Regions from separate parts of the Mus musculus genome. Here region 2 is linked to region 1. Evidence: chromatin contacts called from public Hi-C data. All regions are on one chromosome and are shown on one strand. The core of a region is the stretch at or near the end of the contact, and the rest is flanking DNA. Distances in the headings are between cores, read along the strand shown.

Region 1 (6,110 bases), core at 2,366-4,865:
CCATGTTTAACCTCCTGCCAGAAGCCCTCCCTGCGCTCCAGTCACGGACTAGACCAAAGACTCTCCGCCATGTGGGAACCACCCAGAATCCCCTCTCTCCCTGCCCTCTCCTCTCTTCAGCCCCCACTTTGTTCTCAGCTCTCCCGAGGTGTCCAGCGATATCTGAGATGCCCGAGACGGAGAGCCTGTTATCTCTGGCCTTCGTGAGGCCCAGAGACCTTGGACTGACCCTTGTCCAACCTCCGTGGGCTGGGGTCCATGGCTTCCCAAAGCTAGACACCCATCTGGGGCCACATGGAGAGCATGCGGCAGTTCTCTGCGTCTGCCTGCCCAGAGCAGCAGAACTCTGGTGGGACGCGGGTTTTCTCCCACTCTCTTTATTTCCCCACGCCCACTGCCCACAGGGTTGGATCCATGTAGCTCAGGCTAGCCTCAAAGTTGCTAAGCGGTAAGGCTGGTCTTGAGCCCCATGATCCTGTTGCCTCTACCTAAGTGCTTGGATTGTAAGGATATAGCTCCATGCTTGGTACACCACTCTTTCAAAATGTGTCTGCCATTGGATCTACTTGAGAACATGGCTTCATCATGTTTCCTCTTTCTTTAGCCACCAGTCATGCAAATCCACTGTCCTGGGTGGAATCACCTTAAGGAACGACATGGCTGTGCCACCCAGTCTGTCACCCTGGGAACTGTGCAACTTCGAGCAGCCAGAATTTTACTCTTACACAACTGTGAGGGAACATAAACTGTGGCCTCTTGCAAAACCTGCCTGTGACTTTTCTCACTTGATGGTAATCTCACTTTCTCTAAACACAGCACAAAGCCACAAAGTGCAAGCCAGCCAGCATGAGACTGATCCCAAATTGTTACCTGCTTTTACTTTGAACTGTTTGGTGTTGCATTCACAAATTTATCACTGAAGGTTTACCTAAAAGATGAGTTTCTTGAGGCTGGCAAGATGGTTTAACTGTTAAAGAGTACTTCCTACTCTTCCAGAGGATCCTCGTTCAGCTCTAAGTCAGGAGGTTCTATAACTCCAGCTCCAGAGGATCCAATAACCTCTTCTGGGCTCAGAGTCTACCTGCATTCATGTGCACATGCCCACACATATGCACATACTTAAAAACAAATACAATCTTCATTAAAAGATTTCGTCTTTCAATACAGGGTAGTATGAGATTGGTTGGGAGTAGAAAAGTTGGCTGAAAGGAGGAGTGAGACTGGTTACCTGAGTCTCCATCTACAAGATGTGTCAATGGTTTCCTTCTTCCCTACCTGGCCTCAATGGCAACTTAAAAAAAAAAAATCCTATCTATCCTTATAAAGCTCTCTACCATGAGAACTTGATATGGGTTCTAGGATTTTCTTGTTTGGTTGATTGGTTGGTTGCTTGTTTTGTTTTGTTTAGAATTCAGTAACTTTTTTTTCTAGATCTCTCTCTCTCTTGCTGTCTCTCTGTCTCTCTCTGTCTCTCTCTGTCTCTTTGTCTCTCTCTCTCTCTCTCTCTCTCTCTCTCTCTCTCTCTCTCTCTGTGTGTGTGTGTGTGTGTGTGTGTGTGTGTGTGTATACAAGACATAGGTGTGTGGGTAGGTACAGACTAAAGGTCAATGCTGGGTGTCTTCCATTATCATTCTTTGCATAAACTGCTGACATGCCTATTCCATGGTACTGTTAGAGGGAAGGTTTTTATTGTAGCTCTAAGAGGACAGCCTGGGGCATCTGGAAGAGTCTGGAGCAGAGAAGAAACAGAATGAGCGTGGCCAGCAGTTTTGACCTGGCCAGGGCTATCTGCAAGGGAGGGAAAGGCGGTATGGGGAAGAGAGGGAACAAGGCAAGAACAGTAGGCTTAAAGAAGGAGGAGCTTGCCTGAGGAAGGGAGCTGGAGGGAGTGGAGGGTGGAGGAGGAGATGAGAAGGGCTAAGAAGCTAGCATGCACTTGGAAACGTGTAGCAGGGACTTGGGGTCCTGAGGAGTCCTGGAGGCCAGCATGAGCTTTGATGTGCTAATAGGTACCACAAGTGACCATTTGCCCCTTCTGCCAGCGGTAAGAGAAATGACTCCTTTTGGTAGAGGAACTGGCTTCATGAGTTCCTGAGGAATGCTGCCTTTTATCTAGCTGCCAGAAATCCTCCGCTGTCCAGGTTGAGCTCATTTCTGGATCTTTTAGAGTTTGGGGAATTGGGGTTTCCTTTGGAACTGACTCTCTCTCTACCTTATATTTTGAGACAGAGTCTCTCACAAAGCCTGGAATACAACTAGATGGCCAGTGAGCTCCAGGGAGTCTTCTAGCTCCCCACCCCCACCGGCCAGCATGGGGAGTGCAGATGTGCACCACTGAGCCCCTCCTTCCTGTTGGTGCTGTGATCTAAACTCGGGTCCTCATGAAAGCACTTCACCAGGGGAGCCATCTCCCAGGTCTCCAGATGTTCCTCTGCAGGGAAGTGGTTTTTCACAAGTTAGCCTTCAGATGGTTTGGTCTTTCCTCACTAAACCCTTTCTCCAACGCTGGACAAAGGGAAACCATGCTAGAGAGTTCTGCTTATATAACTAATTTCATTTGACAACTACAACACATGCCAAATATTTAATATTTCACAACCCAGGATTTTTATGAAGTCCCTTTATGTTTCAACACAGTACGGCATTCAAAGACCATCTGATCCTTTATCCAGCCCCTTACATCCCAAGGGTGCAGTTAAAATTCTAGGGGGAAGAAGCAAACTGCTTCACAGAATAGCATCATATCCAGATCCTCCCGTTTATTCCTCCCCTCCCTCCTGTTTTCTCTGGGGTGGCCAAGTCAATACCCTAGGCAATTCATTTTTACCACCACTCCCAGGGGCTGGGAGAAAATCCCTCCTTTGATCTGAGAATGATTGTATTGAATCTTCTCAGTGCCAGCAGCGTTGTAACAAATGGCCATTATCTGAGATGAGAAAATGAAGGAGAAAATGCTCTGTGATCTATAAAATCCTAACTGCTGGTGATTGTTTTATTATCGTTAGTAATTTATTTGTTAGTATTGTTATTGCTGCTAATAAAGTGATCCCTCTGCTTCCGGGCTCTATGGTCTTCATGCTGGCTCATACAATGCCTCGGGAAGATTTTTAGATGCTTCAGGATAAACAGGGGAGGAGACCTTGTCTCCAGCGGCTCCGAGCCTCTGGAATGAGTTGCCAGATTACCAAGAGCCCACCGTGCCAAGCTGCTTCTAAGAGCAGCTTCCTTCTGCTGGAAGCGTGGGTACTGTGTTCACACATTCTCCCAGTGAAAGGAACTACCTGTGGGGATGAAGTCTCCAGCATTCCACCGTCAAGACCCATCTCTAGACCTAGAACAACATAAGGACTTGGCCACCTTGCCCCTTGATCCTCCATCTTCCTCTCTAAGCCCTTTCCCCCTTAAGTTCCCCAGTCAACTCTTTGTAATTCAGAATCACACAAAACACCCCCCACCACCACCACCAAGAAAAGGTTATGAGTCAAGTGAAACTCTGAGTAAGCAAATGTATCTGGCACTCAGAGCCATGGAAAGTCGCTTCTACCGCCAGAGGTGGTTAGCCGACTCTGCCCATAACTGTCCACAAGACAGCTCCACAGAGCAACCCTGATGGGTTCAGACGGGTGGAAAGGGAAGTACTTGAGAGGTTTTTCAATAAATAAGCCTGTGTAAGTCCTGGTGTGTAGGGATGCCAACTGCTTTCTCAATCGGAACCTTAAAAAGCAAAAAATAGAACTTTAAAAGAATAATTTATAATGATCAAAGATAAAATAAAATATTCTAGAAGAAATGTAATTTCAGGGTGAGCAGCTGGTTTTATGAGGGAGATAATGCCTGCCTTCTTTTTTCCAGGACTATAAATGCATTTTTATTTTATCTTTGCCCCAGCCCTAGTGTTGCTACAAAAACCAAATGTTATTCAGAAAATTATTCCATCTTCCTTCTAGGGGTTACTTGGCAGTATCCTTTTACAGACCCACCTTGTGCTATGTAGAAGCATGACTTGAGGATGCCCTGAACAACTGCTACGTATCAATAGCTCCAATCTTTTACTTTTCCAAACAAATGAAGACTCAGCCCTCTCTATCTGGGGACAATCTGAGTTGGGTCCATGTCTGCCATTGTGTGGCTCATGTTTCCTACCAACTATTAGCAGAAAGGGCAGATAGGGTCCTGGCTCTTTCAGTTGTAGGGAAAGGCTAATTTTTAAAATGTCAACTAGAATATAGAGCCTGATCTGGAAGCAGTCATTGTAAAGTCACAGGCTGTTCTGAAATGTGTCCAATAGAAACAATAAACCTGGCATGTGGCATTCTGCTCACGATAACTCCTTGGAGTATTTCTGCAAGTTACTATTCCAGAGCAGGGAGATGGAAGCCACACACAGAGGTCATCTTCCCCTGGTTACTCCCTTTGTCATGAAAGCTAACTCATGAAGATAGATATAGATATAGATGATATAGATGATATAGATGTAGATAGAGATGTAGATAGAGATAGAGATAGATATAGATATAGATATATGGTGAGCAAGAGACATGTGGTGTGTGTGTGTGTGTGTGTGTGTGTGTGTGTGTGTGTGTGTGTATGTGTGTGTAGGACAGAAGTCAACGTTTGGTACCTTCCTTGAATGCTCCCACCTTCTTTCATTGAACTGGCTACTCTGTGACAGGATCGACTGCCTGGCCAGGCTAGTAAGCTCCTGGATTCTACGTGTCTTCATCCTTACTACACCAAGGTTAAGATCTGCACTTGATCATCTCTAGCTCTCTGATGTAGGTGCTGGATATCTGAACTTGGGTCCTCCTGCACAGACAAGGAGTGTGTTAGACTAAGCCATCTCCTCAGTCCCTCATAAGGATATTTTTATATTGGGCTGTATTTTTAAAATTCCATTCAGAAATAGGTTTCCCAAGTCCTATGATAAACACTCACCTACTAAATTTAAAAGATCTACCCTTTGATAAGAAGAATCCACAGAGACCACAACGATGTTCACATAGATGACATAACTAACAACTAGGAATGGAGAAATAAAGAAGTAATAGTTTATCCTTAAATGGATGCCCAGTCACTCAGAAAATCTGCAAGTTAAAAAGGTCCTCTTGAAGAGAGAGTGAATGATGACTTCAGAAAAATCAAAATACATCAAGAGAGACATCTAAGAGAGGAATAATGGGTGGATGTTTTTTGAGTGATTTTTAGGTGCCAGACACTGATTTAATTGCTTTGTTTGTATGAATGTATTAGTCACAAGGTCAGAGCTAAGGAAATGCAACCTAGTCATTGGTACCTGAAGTGGGGGAGGTCAGGAAGGATTGTTAGAACTCACTGAAATATAACACATTGAGTGCATGTTGTGAGTTGGAAGACAACTTGCTATGTTACACACACATGCACACACACACACACACACACACACACACACACACACACACTTCAGGTGCCAAAGTCTTTAGGGACAAGCAGCATCCAGGGATACAAGCAGCAGCCATGTTAAGGGGCCAACCATTACTTCCCTGCACTAGCTCTGTTTCCCTAACTCCTCCTCAGTATCAAGGAGAATTCTAGAAGAAATATCAAAATATCCTAGGGATTGACCTCTGAGGCAAACAGGTCTGGCCTTCAATATTAGGTGTGCTACCATTTATTAGCTTTGGGGTTTGAGGTAAATTAGTTAACCTTTTCTAACTTGTTGCCCTTCTTAGAGTGGCTATTCAAACCCATTGTCTTGGGCCAGTAGAAGCTAAACTAATTGTCTCCCAGTAACTGGTTAAATGTTGCTCCGAGAAGACCTTAGTCTGGAAGACAACTTTATAGTCCCTTTATGACACTGTAAAATGGGGGGTGGGGGGACAAAAGGTCATACTATAGGGCATTTAGGAGGTTGAATATAATATATTGTAACTGCTACTACACTGCCCTGTACATAGAAATGTTCTGCACAAACTCATGACCATTTTCTTCACTTGTCTTAACACCACACCTACTTATTGCAACAAGTGTTAAAGATTCACTCTGAGAAAAGACAATTAAAATATCTCATCAATAATTTCATGTCGATGGCATAACCGCATGACCAACATGATAGCACTTGGGTATAATCAATG
Region 2 (6,698 bases), core at 1,715-4,214, 570 kb before region 1:
ACCCCAGGGTATAAACCGTGCACACTTTTACAAAGTCTAGCACACCCAGGGACTGCAGTTATGTTGCTGCTGCTCGAGAAGATCTGCAGCTGAGGCTCAGGCTTGCGTCCTTCCCCAGACTCTGGGGCACATGGACTGGAAAGGGAAGATTGCTGAGCTGAAAGCTCAGTACTGGAAACAAAACACTCAGCACTAGCTGTCTCTTGCTGCAGTCATTGGTGGGGTGTGGAGGGGGCAGAGGGCAGATGGCGGGTGCTTCAGGGAGTCAGAGTGACTATAGAGCCAGAGTTATTCTCTGGAAACACAGAAGATGGGAGAGGAGGAAGCTTCAGGGCTAGAACGTCAAGTTCCTTCTGGGAATGGGTGGGCCCATTCCATTGGTCTTTCTAAGGCCAAAGATTTGGCTCTTGGGAAGTTGAGGGATGAAAAAATGGAAGAAATGAGACAGGGAGCTCATCCCATGTAGACTTTTCTGCTCTGAATAGGAAGGGACTAATAGCTTAATCAAACAGGAACTAAAGAAGAAAGGGGCTTCAGGGGCAGGCAATCATAGCCATTAATCCTCCTTGTATTGGTCTCAAACTCCACTCCAACCTGAACCTGTTCATTTGCCCTAGGGCATTGCACCCCACCATAGGCCCCGCCTCTCCCAACATTCCATGTACCAGTGACAAACTTGCTCTCCTCTCAGCACTAGGAATCCATGAATCCATTTAGTGAGGTAAAGATGGCAAGCCCAGCTGAAAGGAATAATAAAATAGTCAGAAAGACGTGGCTGTTTGTACTGCTTTACACTTAGTAGCAAGAGTGACAATTGCAGGAAGTTTTCATTTTGTCATTAACTCAATATTGACAATTTGTGTGTTTATGAATCGCATCTTGAATTAGCAAGGTATTTTGTTAAGGGTATGTTGCGCTATGATGGAACAATTGAGTATTAATATTGTTGAGGATAGCATTATTAATTGAGAGGATTCTAAACATTGCTAACCATGAATCTATTCTCCTGGGCAATGCCCCACCCCAGGCCCGTTGCCTAAGGGAGCATCCAACCTCAGCAGAAGTCAGCATTGCCAGCTGTGTTCAGGGGGCTAAAAAGGAGGGGAACAGACTGCTTGCTAGTTTTTAGGATGCTCCCATATAACCTCTTACTTGGTAAGTTATTCCATGCTCACTGCTCTTTTAGGGAACCCTGAGCCACGAATTTTCTAGCTTTCTCACCTTGGATAGTCAGCTATATAATCTTCCACCTCACTGTAAAGAGAACATGACTCTTGGCTGTGTGGAACTGAGGAAGGCATAAAGAAATGTGATGTTTTATTTGTTTTTCTGAATCTAAATGAGTTTAAATCTCTGAAGATATGTTACCTCCAATACTGAATAGCTCCTATCTATGCACCCGCCTCTATTTCTGCCAGAATAACACTACACATCAACTTGGCTGCACTTAGGCTTCATCAGTACAGCCTTCCCTTTTGCTGTGAGGTTTCCTCACTCACTCCACATTTCCCTGTTCTTCTAGCTTATAAAATGCTCTTGTTAGATTTCATTTTCCTTTCAACTATTCTTCTATGCCACCTTGATGCTTTTTGGTGGTCTTTCCATGAAACAGAAGGGCTGCACCTTTTCTATTTGCCCTGCCTGACTAGAAACACGGATTCTAGCTTTATCTTTCCATTCTCTCCAGTTTAGAGAGCATACTTTCCCCCCAGCCTTCAGTGGTCACTCCCACAGTGATGGTCTCTGACTCCTCTAGCAATGATCTTATCATGGCTGCAAGTTTATGTTTCTTTTGTCGCCAGCAGAGCTTCCTGTAGGTGACCCAAGTTCACCTGGACCAACAGAATTCATCACGACACTTTCCCACTTCAAAGACTGAAAGAAATTCTATCACTCAGCTGCTTCATTACTGCTTATTTTATTTTATTTTTATTACTGGAGCCTGTTCATTCTGCTTCTGAGATTTCTAAGAAATTAACCCCTTTCTACTCTCCTTGGTCTGATTTGAATCTGGGTAATCAAAATGCCAGTCCCTCCCCTGAGCTTCCACACGATTCAAAACCCATTTATCATGCAGTGACTACTAGCTTCATCTTAAGAGTCTCTTAGTAAAGGTATTCTGGGAACAAAATGTCCCTGTTCTCCGCATCCTTCCCTGATTTCCCTTCCCAGCCCAGCAATAGCATCCACAGGTTTTCTGTGACACCCTCTGGATGGAGATTACTTGGTCCTACTTGCCTTTGGAATAGCTCTGATTACACTCTTAGGGGTGGGGATTTAAGAGGCAGCATTTCTGCAAGCATATGCAACAGTCTTCCAGCAGAAAATTTCCCCAGCTGATAGTAAAGGGTTGCTCTGTGCTGGAGTTTCGAGTTCACTATTTTCAGTGACACAAGGGGCATCTCAGGGGGTTGGCCACTGACTAGCAAAGGATTATAAAACCCATGCAGAGAGCATTCCTTTAAAGCAAGGTAAATCCAGCACCTATGTCCCGGGGATAAACAGACAGCATGACTCACCTTACAACGCCAAGTTAGAAACACTCATCTCTGAGTGGGATGAGAGTTTCTGTGAGAATAATCAAAACACATTTGGAAAACACCATTGCACAAACTTGGTGTCATGATGACTTTATAATTCTTTCTAGCTATAAACTATTTAACGTTCTTCAATAAAAGATCGGAAAGGACCAAAGAACATGTAATTTTCTTTGGAAAAAAAAATCCCTGGCTTAAACACAGTGAAAAGGTTTGTGTGGGTTCAAAAGGGGCGACATAGACACTATTTTTGCTATCATTGGCTTGCTTTCAACATTGGTGTCCAAAACAAATGAATCTGCATGGAAGTAGTTAGGGGCTGAGGCAAACTAAGCCAATTCTTTTAAAGATACTATTGCTGCGCTATCCTCCCCCATTTCAAATCTGTGCTGGAAGATAGAATCCACTTCAGCTCAATGAGTCACTTCAACATCCTTGCCAGGACAATTAAACTTCCAGTATAAAACATGACCCAAAGCCTGCCCTCCACCACACCATTCCACTTCAACCTCCCCCCACCCCACAGGGTCAGCGCTTGACATTCAAGAGCTTACAATTTCAACTGCTTAGCCAATGTAACCAACTTAATGCTTTTACAAATGATTTGCACCCTTCAGCACATTGGGTGATATAGAAAACGTGGTGTCAGTTCCTCCGCCTGTCTGAGCAACATTACACATTCCTCTTGTCCGTGGTGGAGGCAGTCTTTGCAGGATGAGGAAAGACAAGAAGCCAGCTCTCCATCTACTACTCTTTCTTCCTGAACTGACCCTCGAGGGAAGGACGAAGGGAGGAAGAATTTCAGTAACCACGGCCAAGAAAAAGATGTATAGCTCGGGCAGCCCTGTCACAGACGGTCGCATGAAGTCTTGGGGATTAAACTTCTTGAACTACCAGTTACTGAAGCAGTTAATACATCTTGCAAATTTGCGGTTGCCTTATTGCTAACAGCTGAGACGCCTTCCTTCCTCCGCTCGGTCACTATTGATGTCTTGCCATATTTTGAATATAATCCCCTCAACAGCATTACCTCATTTTTTTACTCCACTCTTGCAGATTAGCTCATCTAAGTTATGTTCTATGGTGTGGTGTATTGGTGGTGTGTGTTAACTGTGTCTTAATTTTTCATTCTTAAAAGCATCTCTGGTCATAAAAGTTGCTTCCTGAGTATCTATATCTCTCTATCTCTCTATCTCTCTGTCTCTCTATCTCTCTATCTACCTATCTATCCATCCATCCATCCATCCATCCATCCATCTATCTATCTATCTATCTATCTATCTATCTATCTATCTATCTATCTATCTTGACACCGCATGCTCCACCTGTGCATGAGGCATCTCACTCTTCCTTGATGTTTATAGCAGGGTGGCTAATGTGTAAAAAGAGGTGTTTTTGTATTGCTTTCCTTTTCAATTGTTTGTGAAGCTCACTCTCTTAGTAGGGATATTAATTTAGTGTAATTGTGATGGAGATTCCCATGGTTCTTCATTCAAAAGCAGCTTTTTATTTGTTGAAGATATTAGTTTTGTTTTTGTTGGTTTTTTTGTTTGTTTGTTTTGCATATACTTAAAAGAAATACACAGTCTACGCTTCCTGAGACTCAGAATTCAGTATTAAAGACGATCAAACTCAATCTAAATAAAATAACCCAAAGCATAGTGGAGCTCTATTATCCCCTGTTCTGCATCCTGATGTACCCGGCAGTTTCATTGCAAATTTAATGAAGTCTGCTTTCCCTCTACTTATCCAAATTACAGCCCTCAGAGTAAACATTCGCACAGAGGTTCTGTGCCTCTCTGTCCCTGAGGTTTGCCCCCTTTGGTAACTGAAACAAGCAGCACACAATTTCTATCTCTGTCTCTTCCATCTCACGCCCTCTACCGCCACCGCAGTCTCCATTCAGCTTCTGCTCCTTTATCTCTGTCTTCATCTCACCCTCTTCCTTCTGCCCCTATGTATAGCCCAACACCACCCCATCTCTCCTTATCCTCATTTCCCCCTCCGTCTCTGTCTTTATTCTATCCCTCCCCTAGCTCTGTCTCTCTCCTCATCTCCATCCCAAACCCCATGCTTTCCCATCCCCATTGCTTTCCCCATCACTACCTCTGTCCTTACCCCTGTCCATATTCACAGCCTTATCCCCACCTCAGTTCCCCTTCTTAGGACCACTGTCCACCCCATCTCCATCCCTACCTCTGTCTTTACCTCAGTTCTCACCCTGACCTAGATCTTTACCTCTAGCAGCCTCTCCTTGTTTTTGTCACTCTTGTGTCTGAATTATGGCTTATCTAAAACGATGCACACGGTTATCAACCCTGCTCTCCATGGTTGAGCTCTCTGTCAAGGACGGAACAGAAAGTGATTTAGGAGCTCAGCTTATTCCATAAGAGGAATAAAGGCATTTCAGCTACGTACATTTCAGTTACACAGAGTCAGAGTGGGGGAGAAATAGGCAAGCATGGAAGCCAGTGGGAGACACAGTTTACCTCTTGTGAATTGAGGTAGATTTCAAAAAGTGGGGTAGGACTCGTGCACATGTGTAGGAGCTTGCAGGGCAGAAATGAGGAGGTGGCGTGAGAGCAGTAGAACAATATGTGCAAGGCTCTTCCGACTTAAGTGTGGGGTATGTTTAGGGAATGGCAAGCGAGCCAGTGTGGCTGCAGTTTGAGTTGTGTGGGAAGGAATGGCAGAAACCCAGGATGCAAAGATGGAAAAGACCTATGATCTCACAGCCCCGTCTCCATCTCCCCCTTCTCCTTCTCACAGCCAACATGCTCTTGATGTTCTCATCCAGGACTGGCCCGGGGAAGTTGATTTAATCTCTTTGAATTCAAAAGGAAAGGGTTAAGGATAGAGACAGGCTAGAAGCCAGGCCACAACCTTTCTTCTCAATGGCCCAAATGCTTTGGTTTTACACGTGAATGTCTCTGTCTTTTATAAATCTGAGCTCCTCAACATTTAGGTAATGTTCTATTTTTGATCGGTTTACTCAGATCAGCATTTGAGACATTCTTCATCCTTAAATCCAGTTTCTTAGATCTAATAAAGGCTAAACTGTCCTTTCATGTACCATCCTGAAATCGCAACTGTCTGAGATTCAGGTCTGGTCTTGAGATGAGTGAGAAAAGCAATTATTTACTGAGTCTTTCATTTCTTCCCCAACACAATCAATCACACTCTTCCCTCCTCAGAGCATCCAAAGGAAGCCATAATATACCTCATCATGGGAGAGGACCATTTAATTCTTGCATTTATCATTGATGTGTCAGCTATTTCTCAGTAGTGTTGAAAGCAAGGTAATGTGATGGCAGCTCCTTGTGATATGTAGCAGCGTTGGTATTTAGCAAACCACTTAAACTGTGCTTCAAGAGACATGAGTTTAGTTCACAAGATTGTTCTACTGAGAGTACCAGAAACTCTAAAGAGGCAGCACATTGCACTTTTCCCATTTGGAAATATTACATTAATATTAAAGGAGAACTGTGGTTTCTGAGCTATCAAACACTGAAGGCCAAGTTGTCCTTGAGAATTTAACTAAGATACGAGACCCGAATTGAAAGTCCGACAAACAGTTATCTAATAATCTATATGGAGTCAAATAATCCAAATGGTGTATTTTTAACTTGAGAAGGCTGGCTGAAATGTTAAGAAGACTAAATAAAGTCCTGCACACATAACATGAAGCAAAAGTCCTTTTATGAAGCAATGATGCTAGCCAAATATAATGATAAATAACATCTCACAGAATTTATAAATACAAAGAAGAATATAAGTTTTAATTGAAAATATCTTTATTTAACCTTGGTTAATTGCGTAAAAGGTTAATTGACATAAGCTTTAAAAAATAGCTCATAGAGAGGACAAGAAATGTTTCCCACAGAGAAGGTGCATCATCACTTGGAATGATGGCTGTGACTGTGTCTCTGAGCTGGCCATTCATCACGTATCACATATATGTATCAAAATATCACACAGTGCCCCACAAATGTGCATAATTATTGTGTGTCTTAAATGTTAAAGTGCCTAAAGAAATATAAACAATGTATACTTCTAAAAATGTTACTATTTACTATAAAATTTTGCTATTTATTATGAAATCTTATAAATCCATATATCAAATTCATCTCTTGTATTAGTAGAAATCTAAAATAGTGCTAT

What was found. Hi-C and Micro-C count contacts between places; a contact is called where the count stands out from the background.
Region 2: a Hi-C map of uterus shows a contact between it and region 1, with 2.7 times the contacts expected there. The contact joins two enhancer-like sites.

What each region holds. Positions count from the first base shown.
Region 1 is chr1:185,770,831-185,776,940 of GRCm38.p6, reverse strand. No RefSeq gene overlaps it. Among named protein-coding and RNA genes, the nearest start is that of Gm35023, 160 kb to the right of the region's middle. Within about 2 kb of position 3,615, at least 16 of the 459 cell types and tissues checked have an H3K27ac peak or open chromatin away from gene starts, as enhancers often do. A contact at or near this core is called in uterus, where this site is marked.
Region 2 is chr1:186,344,112-186,350,809 of GRCm38.p6, reverse strand. No RefSeq gene overlaps it. Among named protein-coding and RNA genes, the nearest start is that of Gm35341, 60 kb to the left of the region's middle. Within about 2 kb of position 2,964, at least 19 of the 459 cell types and tissues checked have an H3K27ac peak or open chromatin away from gene starts, as enhancers often do. A contact at or near this core is called in uterus, where this site is marked.